Regions from separate parts of the Mus musculus genome. Here all the other regions are linked to region 3. The links are chromatin contacts, called in public HiChIP or PLAC-seq and promoter capture Hi-C maps. All regions are on one chromosome and are shown on one strand. The core of a region is the stretch at or near the end of the contact, and the rest is flanking DNA. Distances in the headings are between cores, read along the strand shown. Region 1 holds the start of Oxsm (3-oxoacyl-ACP synthase, mitochondrial). Region 2 holds the start of Top2b (topoisomerase (DNA) II beta). Region 3 holds the start of Psmd6 (proteasome (prosome, macropain) 26S subunit, non-ATPase, 6).

Evidence for each region. HiChIP or PLAC-seq counts read pairs in DNA pulled down with a chosen protein or histone mark. Capture Hi-C pulls out chosen DNA fragments and counts their contacts.
Region 1: a promoter capture Hi-C map of liver shows a contact between it and region 3, with 2.5 times the contacts expected there. The contact joins the promoter of Oxsm here to the promoter of Psmd6 in region 3. A contact is called at or near these places in 5 of 39 promoter capture datasets (the 3T3-L1 cell line, the C10 cell line, hippocampal neurons and 2 more), 1 of 484 Hi-C or Micro-C datasets (Sertoli cells), 9 of 115 datasets of contacts at active chromatin or transcription factors (astrocytes, bone marrow-derived dendritic cells, embryonic forebrain and 6 more) and 3 of 9 other capture datasets (adipose tissue, liver and macrophages).
Region 2: a contact with region 3 is called in an H3K4me3 HiChIP or PLAC-seq map of pro-B cells, with 10 times the contacts expected there. The contact joins the promoter of Top2b here to the promoter of Psmd6 in region 3. A contact is called at or near these places in 8 of 39 promoter capture datasets (the 3T3-L1 cell line, the C10 cell line, embryonic stem cells and 4 more), 7 of 115 datasets of contacts at active chromatin or transcription factors (astrocytes, embryonic forebrain, forebrain and 4 more) and 1 of 9 other capture datasets (adipose tissue).

Annotation. Positions count from the first base shown.
Region 1 is chr14:16,241,840-16,244,898 of GRCm38.p6, forward strand. It overlaps Oxsm (3-oxoacyl-ACP synthase, mitochondrial), which reads right to left and starts at 1,492. Exons shown (of 3, transcript NM_001359883.1): 1 at 1,451-1,492; 2 at 1-959. The coding sequence starts at 928.
Region 2 is chr14:16,363,767-16,366,823 of GRCm38.p6, forward strand. It overlaps Top2b (topoisomerase (DNA) II beta), which reads left to right and starts at 1,440. Exons shown (of 36, transcript NM_009409.2): 1 at 1,440-1,960. The coding sequence starts at 1,913.
Region 3 is chr14:14,119,663-14,122,810 of GRCm38.p6, forward strand. It overlaps Psmd6 (proteasome (prosome, macropain) 26S subunit, non-ATPase, 6), which reads right to left and starts at 1,283. Exons shown (of 8, transcript NM_025550.3): 1 at 1,077-1,283; 2 at 325-530. The coding sequence starts at 1,221.

The DNA.
Region 1 (3,059 bases), core at 242-2,741, 2.1 Mb after region 3:
CACCCGAGAGTCCATAACCCAAAATTTCTGCGTAGATCCGAGCTCCTCTCTGAACAGCATGCTCATGTTCTTCCAGCACCAGCACAGCAGCTCCCTCACCCATGACAAAACCATCTCTCTCTGGATGAAACGGCCGGCAGGCTAGCTTAGGATCTGGGTTTGAGCTCAGAGCCCGGGCTCTGGAAAACCCAGCGAGAGATAATGGACTAATGCAAGAGTCTGTGCCCCCAGCCACCATCACATCTGCGTCACCATGGGCTATGAATCTAAAGGAGTCTCCCACAGCATGTGCACCTGTGGTGCAGGCTGTGGACACTGAGTGATTGGGGCCCTTGAGTTTGTAGCGAATGCTAACCTGGCCTGCAGCCATATTGATCAGAATCTTAGGGACAAAGAATGGGCTGACTTTATTATAACCTTTGGTCTGAAACAGCAAAGCAGTTTCAGAAATAACTTCAAGAGGAACCATGCCCATGCCAATGGCAACGCCAGTAGCCACCTGATCTGCTTCTCGTTTCGGATGCCAGCCGGAGTCTTTCAGGGCCAACTCTGCTGCCCCAACAGCCATGATGGTGGAAGAAGACATGGACTTGGCATCTGATTTGGACACAAAGTTTTCTTCATTAAACTGACCTTCATGTGGACCTCTTGGTACATAAGCAGCTACACTGCAAGGGATATTCTTGTACTCATCACCAACCACAGAAACAATTCCACTTTCTCCTCGGAGAAGCCGATCCCAAACTAGTTGAGTCCCAACGCCAAGTGGTGTCACTAGGCCAATGCCTGTGATGACAACTCGTCTGCGCAACATGGCTGCTGGCACAGTTCCATAAAATCTGTGTTTGCTTATTAACCAAGAATATGACGCTGGATATGGATGGGAGATTGTGGCTTTTAGAAAATGTTGCAAGCATTTTGACAACATGGTTGAAATTCAGAAGATCAGAAACACATTCCTGGAATAGACCACAAGAGACAGCAAGCATCATTTAAACGACAGTAGAATCTTACACACACCCTAGGTGTGACTGTGGTCACAGAGAAATGCAACCCTCGCTTGGACTTAACTTTTATTTGTAATCTATGAGGTCCTTCAGACTGTCAACTGATAGCTAGCTCACTGGGTTTTACAACGCCAACCCACCCTACAGGGGGCATCCTTCTTCAGGCTCACCGAAGATTACTGTACAGTGTGGACTGAGTCCATGTGGCATTTCTAAGATTAATGCACAGGAGGCCGCCTCAGGCCCATTCTGCCTTGTGCACTTTATCTACTTCCGTGTAGGGCAGATAACCTTTCAGGCGGTCCCGCCACAGCCCAGCACCGCCGTATTAGGAAGGCCGGGTGTAACTTCCCGAGCTCAGCGTTAGGAGCTCTCAGGGATTCACAGCCACGCGACGCCCTCCACCCCTACCCTGAAACCCGGGTGCACACTGCAGTCACTACCTGAAACAAGCCTTTGCGGGCGCCCACCGAGTGCGCATGCGCACTCATCCGCAGCGCAGCGTTTCCGCCCGGTGCCTGATGTCAGAGGTCAGACGCTCCGGCCAGAGCTTCCTCCGGGTTCCGGGTTGTGAGTGCCCCGCTCTAGCCTCAGAGCCTGTTTTGATCGCTTGGGAAACCTCACCTAGTCAACAGCGATAATGCCTAGATATTCCTGTGCTGCCAGAGAAGGGCGGCTGTCATTTCCCCAGGACATTCCGGGGAGGACCTATAGCTGTAGCCTCCCTGGTAGCTCTGTAGAAAATATTCATAGAACTCTTCAGAATGTCACCAAGAAACCGAGGTCGTTTGGGGAAACATCTAAATGCCACGTAGACAATAAAATAATACTATGGCTGAATACTTAGAAATGTGCAAAGACGTTGAGAATTTGTTAGGAGACGTTAGTTACAAAACTTTTAAAGGTTTGCAAAGAGATCAGATAATGGTACCGCTCAATTTCAGCACCTGGGCGGCAGAGGATCAGGAGCTCTGTCCTCAGCTGTGGAGAGAGTGCAAAGGGAGCCTGGGCTACCAACCTGAAGACTTTGTCTTTAAAATATAACAAAACCTAACGTCTGTAGTGATCTGCAGTGCTTATGGTGTCCCCTCTACCTCCATTTTTCCTTACCTTTATTTACTTTAGCAAATGATGTAAACAGCTACTTCTGTAACAATAAAAAGGGCTGACTCATGACAGGAAGTGACCAGAAGATTGCCCAATATCTGAAGTGGAAATTCCTGAGCTTACGAAAGTTTTACTTGCTCAGAGATAAATCTGTAATGGATAAGTAGGATAAGTAGCAACACAGCCAGGGGATGTCTATTAACTGTTCAAGTCTGTCCCACGTGTGAGCTTTGCTTTTTCTTCAGATAAAGGATAGACTATGCTATCTTGTAGTCATGATTATATATTTTCTTGTGGGCAATAACCTCTTCAGGCCATCGTTGCCACGTATGCTTGCTTTCCAAATGTAGAAAAGAATCTGAGGTAAGTTTAGCTATTTCCTCATTACTCCTGGATATGATTTATTGTCTACTCTGTCTAAAATGTTTAAGAAAATTCAACTTGTTCCTGATCCAGTAGCTCACCATTTGCTTAGTATGATCTCCCTGCAGTGAAAATTGTGCTGTTTCCTCCAGTACCTTTTGGCAATTTGTTTTACATACAAATTTCTGATCTCAAAAGGCATTGGGGTATGTGGACTGTGGAAGGTTAGCTGAAAGGGGAACTCTGTCTATGCAGCCATGGAGAAGTCATGTCATCATCCATGCTGCAGTGAAACTTTCTGGCCGTGCAGATGCCCTAGGCACTTACTCCTGTAAGGAACCCTTCACCCATGCTCTGAAGTAAGCTGAATAAACTTAGAGTGCCCTAAGTCGGACCTGGGGATTTTGCTTTGATTTATTGTTGTTGCTTTATAAAGAGGCTGGGTATTTGTTTACATCTTCCCAGGGAAAGAATTGTTCTCAAAACAATGCACCCACATAAAACGTGATATAACAAGACCATAATGTATATTTATATTTCTCTCTGTGATCATTTTACTTCCATCTGGAAAGGGTTAAGAAG
Region 2 (3,057 bases), core at 190-2,689, 2.2 Mb after region 3:
TTTGGGTACTTAGGGATGTAAAGTCACAATACATAAATGAGTATAAGTCCCCAGGTAAGAAGGCCCGATGATGGACTTGGGAAAGCTGGTAACATGACTGTGGTGCTTTAGAGTCAGGGGCGCAGCCCAGCTTAGATCCTGCCTAGCGCTTTATAAGCTTTAACACTAGATTCAAAGTAAAGAAAGGTTTTGGTGTTCTTAGTCAGAATCCCCAAATAAACTGAAATTCCACGGTCTCCAGAGAGCTAATTAAGAACTACATTGAAATGATTTCCGTGTTTCAGAGCTCCCCACTTGGATTCAGAATGCAGCAGCGATTGAGAGGTGTGACCCCAAAGTTTCCCTTAAGGGAAGCACTCAGCTGCCGGAGAGACTCAAGGAAATACTTTCACAGAAAGTTGTTAGCTCTAGCTGGGTAAAGTTCTTCGGTGTGGTGTCCTCCTGTTAGTCACTCTTGGAAGATTGACGTCGGAGGAGGCTGTTGTCCCTTTAAACCCATTGCCACGCCTGACAGAGCATGGCTGGGAGTATGCCCAAAGAGAACTTGTTGAATGCAATTCCATTTACAGGCTGGGTGAAGTCAAGAGCTCTTCCATCTGCCAAAAGCTTTGGCGTTGCAAATTTTATTCTTAGAAAGCTTCCACACGAAAAAAGTCTATTTCATGATGTGTACCTGAAAGCTGAGAAGTGACAGGGACCTGTCTGCATTGTTGGGAGGAAAGGTCTGTAGCCAGAAAAGGGAGTCCTGACCCGTTCGCATTCCTTCCCGGGAACGTTCTCTGGGCACTCTTAGCACCCCAAGTTCCCTAACTGGTGGCACTGAAGACCGCTTGCCCTGTTTAGGGGCAAGGCAGAGAGACGGTCGGTCGGGGGTCGGGCGGATGCAGCAGCAACCTGGGGCCTGAGCGCGGGGTCCGGCTGCTCTAGGCGGCGCACGGTCCCGTCTGCAGTTCGCTAGCTCCCTCCGGGGCCCAGTCCCTGGGGGCGGCTAGGGCTTCCTGCCTCCCTGCCCCCAACCCTCCCCCCCCCCCCCCCCGCTCCCGCTCCCCCCGCGGCCTCGCGGCAAGTCTGCAGGACACAGTCCGGAGGTTTCCACAGCCCTTGTCCCAGGACTCCCGGCTCCTTTGGATGCCCCGGAATGACTCTTGACAGCCGCCTGCTCTCCCTTCTGACGGAAACCCCATTCACTCGCCTCGCTCTCCCTTACACTCTCTCTCAGACACAAACAAAAAACCCAAGTCTGCCTCTCAGTTGCTACCCGCAATGACGTTTTCCCCTCGGGTCCCGCCCCCCTAGGGGCCTGAAATTTTGGGATTGGTCGAAGTACTGTAGTGACAAGGCTGTGATTGGACGATCCATGGTTGACTGACAGCCGGTGACCACCGCACCCTCCCCCTCCCGGAGCGCGCCTGTGTGTGCCGTGTTATGCCGGACTAAAGGGAGGCCACCACGGCGGCTCTGTTTATTGTCCCTCTTGGACTGTGCTCCGGAGGACCGGTTCAGACGCCGCTTGGGCGGTTTTGAGGCAGTGGCGGCCTTTGAGGCTGCGGCGACCGCGGCGAGGACTCTGCGGCTTCGGTGGCTTGAGGAGAAGCAGCGGCTCATTCCTGTCAGGGCTCTGGCTCGCGAGTCCTAGCCGGCCCGCTTCAACCTCGTCCCTCATCCGCGATCCCAATCGCCCGCGTGGGTCCCGGAAGGCCGCGCCGCATCGCCAGCCCTTCCTAGTCCTCGACCACTCTGTAGGCCCGGGCGCCGCGCTCGAGTTTGAGGGCGGCGGGCAGCGCGGCCTCCTCAGCGGCTCGGGCCCGCGATGGGGCGCGGCTAGGAGTGCTGCGCGCAGCGGTCAGTGCGAGCGGCGGGCCCGGCGTCCCCGGAGCGCGAGCAGCCCCTGGCCTGCACGGGAGGCGCTGCCATGGCCAAGTCCAGCCTCGCGGGCTCTGACGGGGCGCTGACCTGGGTGGTGAGTGCGGCGCGGGCGGGCGCATTGTTCGTGGGCCGCGGGCGACGCGGGCGGGGTGAGAGCGTGGTGCGGCGGGCGCCCTGTCAGGCTGCAGTCGGGGCCTAGCCCCGTGTGCCCTTTCTCTCTGCTTTCGCCTCCACCAAGGCTCAGGCTGCTGAACAATGCTCACCGGAAACTTCAGGGTGCACACCGAGAGTGGGGGGACCGCGATAATGCGAGCCTCCGGGCCAACCCTCCATAAGTGCAGCACCAGAAAATAGTGCCCGGTATGCTACGGCTTCCGGCGGCCTGTCCCAGAGGAATGTGCACTTGAATGGTCACTGCGGGTTGCGCCTCCCCAGAAAAGGCTCATTCCGCAGAGAGGGTATTTGGGACGACTTTGACAGCAGGCTAGAGACCGCCCGCGGGATTAAAAGAAGAGTTTACTTACGTCAGCCTCCCGTGTACACCGTGTGGGGGCCCAGGGGTGTCCCTCGGAGGTGAGGGGGTGCTTAAGCCTGAACTTGGAGGATTGCAGAGCTCAGTTCCTGGAGGGAGGTGGACTTAGCAAGTGCAGCGGGAGCAGTTGGAACGCGGCTCCCAGGACAGATCGATAACTCCAGCATTTCACTTACTCAGCACTGAGTTCAGACCAGGGTCATTTCCCAAACAAAACACCGGACTTAGTAGATGAGGCCAGCAGCTTGGACAGAAAATTTACACATTTCAGGGACTTTAACACATCCCTTCCAGAGGATCCTAGTTCCCCGCCTTTTGAACACACTAAGGAACTTTGGTATTGGTTGGCATTTTTGTTCCTTGTTTTCTTTGTTTGGTTGAGGTTTCGATGAGGCTGGGGTAGCAGTCGTTTCTATCGACAAGTGTTGTTTATAAAAAGGATGTTTCTATGAAGAGCAGAAAAACAGTTTCAGCATTTGCAGGGCCTCGAGAAGATACTTTACAGTGTAACTTGCCAGGTACTTATCTTCAAATCTCCAGACATACGTACTTCTAGACAGTATAGAAGGCGAGCGTGGAGAAGAAAAGTTAGATAGTAAGGTAGTGGATAAGTGTCCATGAAAAGAATGATTGAAATTACTGTCCCTTATCGGATACTA
Region 3 (3,148 bases), core at 33-2,532:
GGAAGACTAACGCACACCTTGCTCTGTTAAGAGCAGGGAATTGGGTGCTGCAACATTGTCATGTATCTACTGTTCCTGTACTGACTCTTCAGTACAGGTAAATATGATTATCCTTCCAGTTAAAACAGAAAGATTCTCTTATCCAGTGAGATATTACTCATTTGCACTGATGTACAACATTGGTCTGTACCTCCAGAAAATAGGGAGCACCTCTCATCTGCAGAGCGGGCAGGGCATCTCACTGACCCTGTCACCTACCCAGAGCGGGCAGGGCATCTCACTGACCCTGTCACCTACCCAGAGCGGGCAGGGCATCTCACTGACCTTGTCACCTATCTGACAGAGGTACTCTGCTTTTGCCATCATTGCATCTCGAATTTCACTTTCTCCCAGATTCTTCTCTGCATCCTCCAGCTCCTCATCCAAACGTTTCAACTCTTCTTCGTTTGCTTTCTTCATTTTACTCAGGAGATCCACGTCCATCTGCCAGTCGAGGGATTTACACAAGGCTTCATAATAAGGAGCCATATCTAAAAGCCACAAATCACGCATTATGAGGTATCCTGTTAGCTTCTGCTCGCTTTTCCCACCCCACCGAAGGTCAGCTAGCAGACGCCTCCCAACTATGGGCCTGGGTAGCACGGCTAAGGTTTGAAGCTGGGAGCCTGCTTGAGAGCCGATCTTAGCAGGTCTGATCGCGACTAAGGCCAAGGGGAAGGGAATCGAATCCTCAGTTTGCTCTGGTCGGCTCCTGTTCCAAAGGAGTCCTCATGTCAGGGAAAGGACACCGATTCGACTCGACTACTAGGGACAGAACCCTGACTGTCCCTTGGCCGGCAGCTAAACACCGACAGGCATCACTAAAGCCGCGGCGCCTTTGCCGGGAGTCCAGCCGCGACAAGCACCCGAGGCTTCCCTGGACGTCTCGCGGCGGGGAAGAACCCACTAAGGCAAGCAAGCCCCTCTCGGGTCCAGGAGGCCTCCCTAGGGGTCTCCATGAAGCCTCGACCGGAGACGCCCGCCAGGCACCCCGACCGCCCCGCCTAGGCCGCTGACTCGGCGCTCGCTGGCCTCACTGTTTTCCCGGACGGCCGCCATCAACTCCTCGCGCACCGCCGCGTCCCCGCGGTGCTCCGGCAGGCTAAGCAGAAACCGCAGCTGCGCGATGCGCAGGTCGGGGTTCTTGGGCAGTCCCTCTTCTTCTAGGTTTTCTAGCGGCATGGCTACAGCACAGGAGCCGGCTGACAGAACCAAGCACAGCCCTGGGCCACCAGCGGAAGCAGGAGGAGTCGTCACAGGTTCCCCAGAGCCGCCAGTCTGACTTCCGGTCGCGTCTCTGGCTCCGCCGCCCGCAGCGTCCCCTGCTGGACATCGGCGGGAGCACCTGGCGCTGTCCCCTTTTTCTTTAGGTCAGAGTTGGGCCCAACTTTCATTTCTTGAGTATCTTTTTTTCTTCCTTTTTATATAATATTTGCAACGGATAGGATCTGGAAATCCGCCAACAGTTTTAAAATATAACACAGATGAGAAAAACAATAAAAACAGTTTTCCAGGGACATCTTTGTTTCAATACTCTTGAACTAGGGAGAGATTCTTTTGGTCCAGATTGTAGACAAACAAACTGGAACATAGCGAGATTTGAAAAGTGGCCAGCTAAGGTTACACACCAGCTACATGACAAGGCCTGTGTAGAACCTATCTTCCTTACATTTAAAATCCACATTCTTCCCTATTCTAAGAAAAGAGTACCCCGTGTTTCCAATTATTAATTCAGTGATTTACATTATTTTTGTGTGCACATGTTGGAGGAGTCTTCAGAATGGGTAATGGTCTATAAATCCTACTGTGTGACACAATGAGAAATGTCCCACTGAGTTTCAATATTTGACCACATGGTCCCCATTGGTGGTGCTGTTTGGACACCTTAAGGAACCATAAAAAGGTGTAAACCCTGCTTTAGGCAGTCGCTCACTGGGGTAGGTTTGAGAATTTCTGACCTCACCCCATTTCCAATTCTTTCTATGTTCTCTCTGTGTGGTTGAAGATGTGATCTCCCAGGTTCTTGTTCCAGCCTGTTTCTATGCCCCTGCCACTACTAAGGACTCTCAGAAAGTGCAAACCAAATTAGACTCATGAGCTGCTTTGGTCATGGCGTTTTATCACAGCAAGAAAAAGTAACTAGTAAACCCACTGCACGGACTTTCTGTCCTTTGCTTTTGTTAGGCCCTGCAATTGTGATGACTGTAATCTGCTACCCCGAGAGAATCTCAACACAGAGACTTATCTTACCACAGAGACTTAAAGCCAGGATTTGCATCTCAGTTGTTGAATTCCTACTAGAAGTTTACCTTTGAACACAAGCTCAACTTCTACTGCAGTGGATCTTTTATGCTGGCCCAAAATTCTTCTGGGTTCTGAAATATGATGTCCCATGAAGGATGTGTGGATCCAGGTATCACACTCTATGTGATGGTTACCATATGTCTGACTTTTGGAACAGTACAACACAAGGATGTGCTAGAATTGGTGCTATTTTATGTTATCAGAATGTTATAACTTTGTATGGAAACTGATCATCAATCCTTTCAAGAAAGATTCTGTAGGAAGCATCCTAAGACATTCATGAATGGGTTTAGGGCAAGAGGAACTAGAGCTTTAAATCAAGCCCAGTATAGAGATATTTCAAGACTGGGTTCATACTATGCATGAAATACGAATACACTAGTGTCCATAATTCACTTGTAAACAAAAAATGGGTTTATTTATTTATTAATCATCCCATTCATTTACATCTCAAATGATATCTCACTTCCGAGTAACCCTTCCACAAGCCCCATCCCCCATCCCATATCTGCCCTCTTTTCCTTCCCCTTTGCCTCTATGAGGGTGCTCTTCCAACCCCACCTACCCTCTCCTACCCACTGATCCAGTGTATAGTGTCCTGTACACGCCTTGGTTTGTAGTCTAGTCCCTGGGAGCACTGGGTGATCCAGTTGTTCTTTCTATGGGGTTGCAATCCCCCTCTGCTCCTCCAGTCCTCCCACCAGCTCCCCCACCTAAGTTCCTGAGCTCAGTCTGATGGTTGGCTCCAAGCATCCACATCTGCATTGATAGGTTGCTGGCCTAAACTCCCAAGCAACTTCCTGTC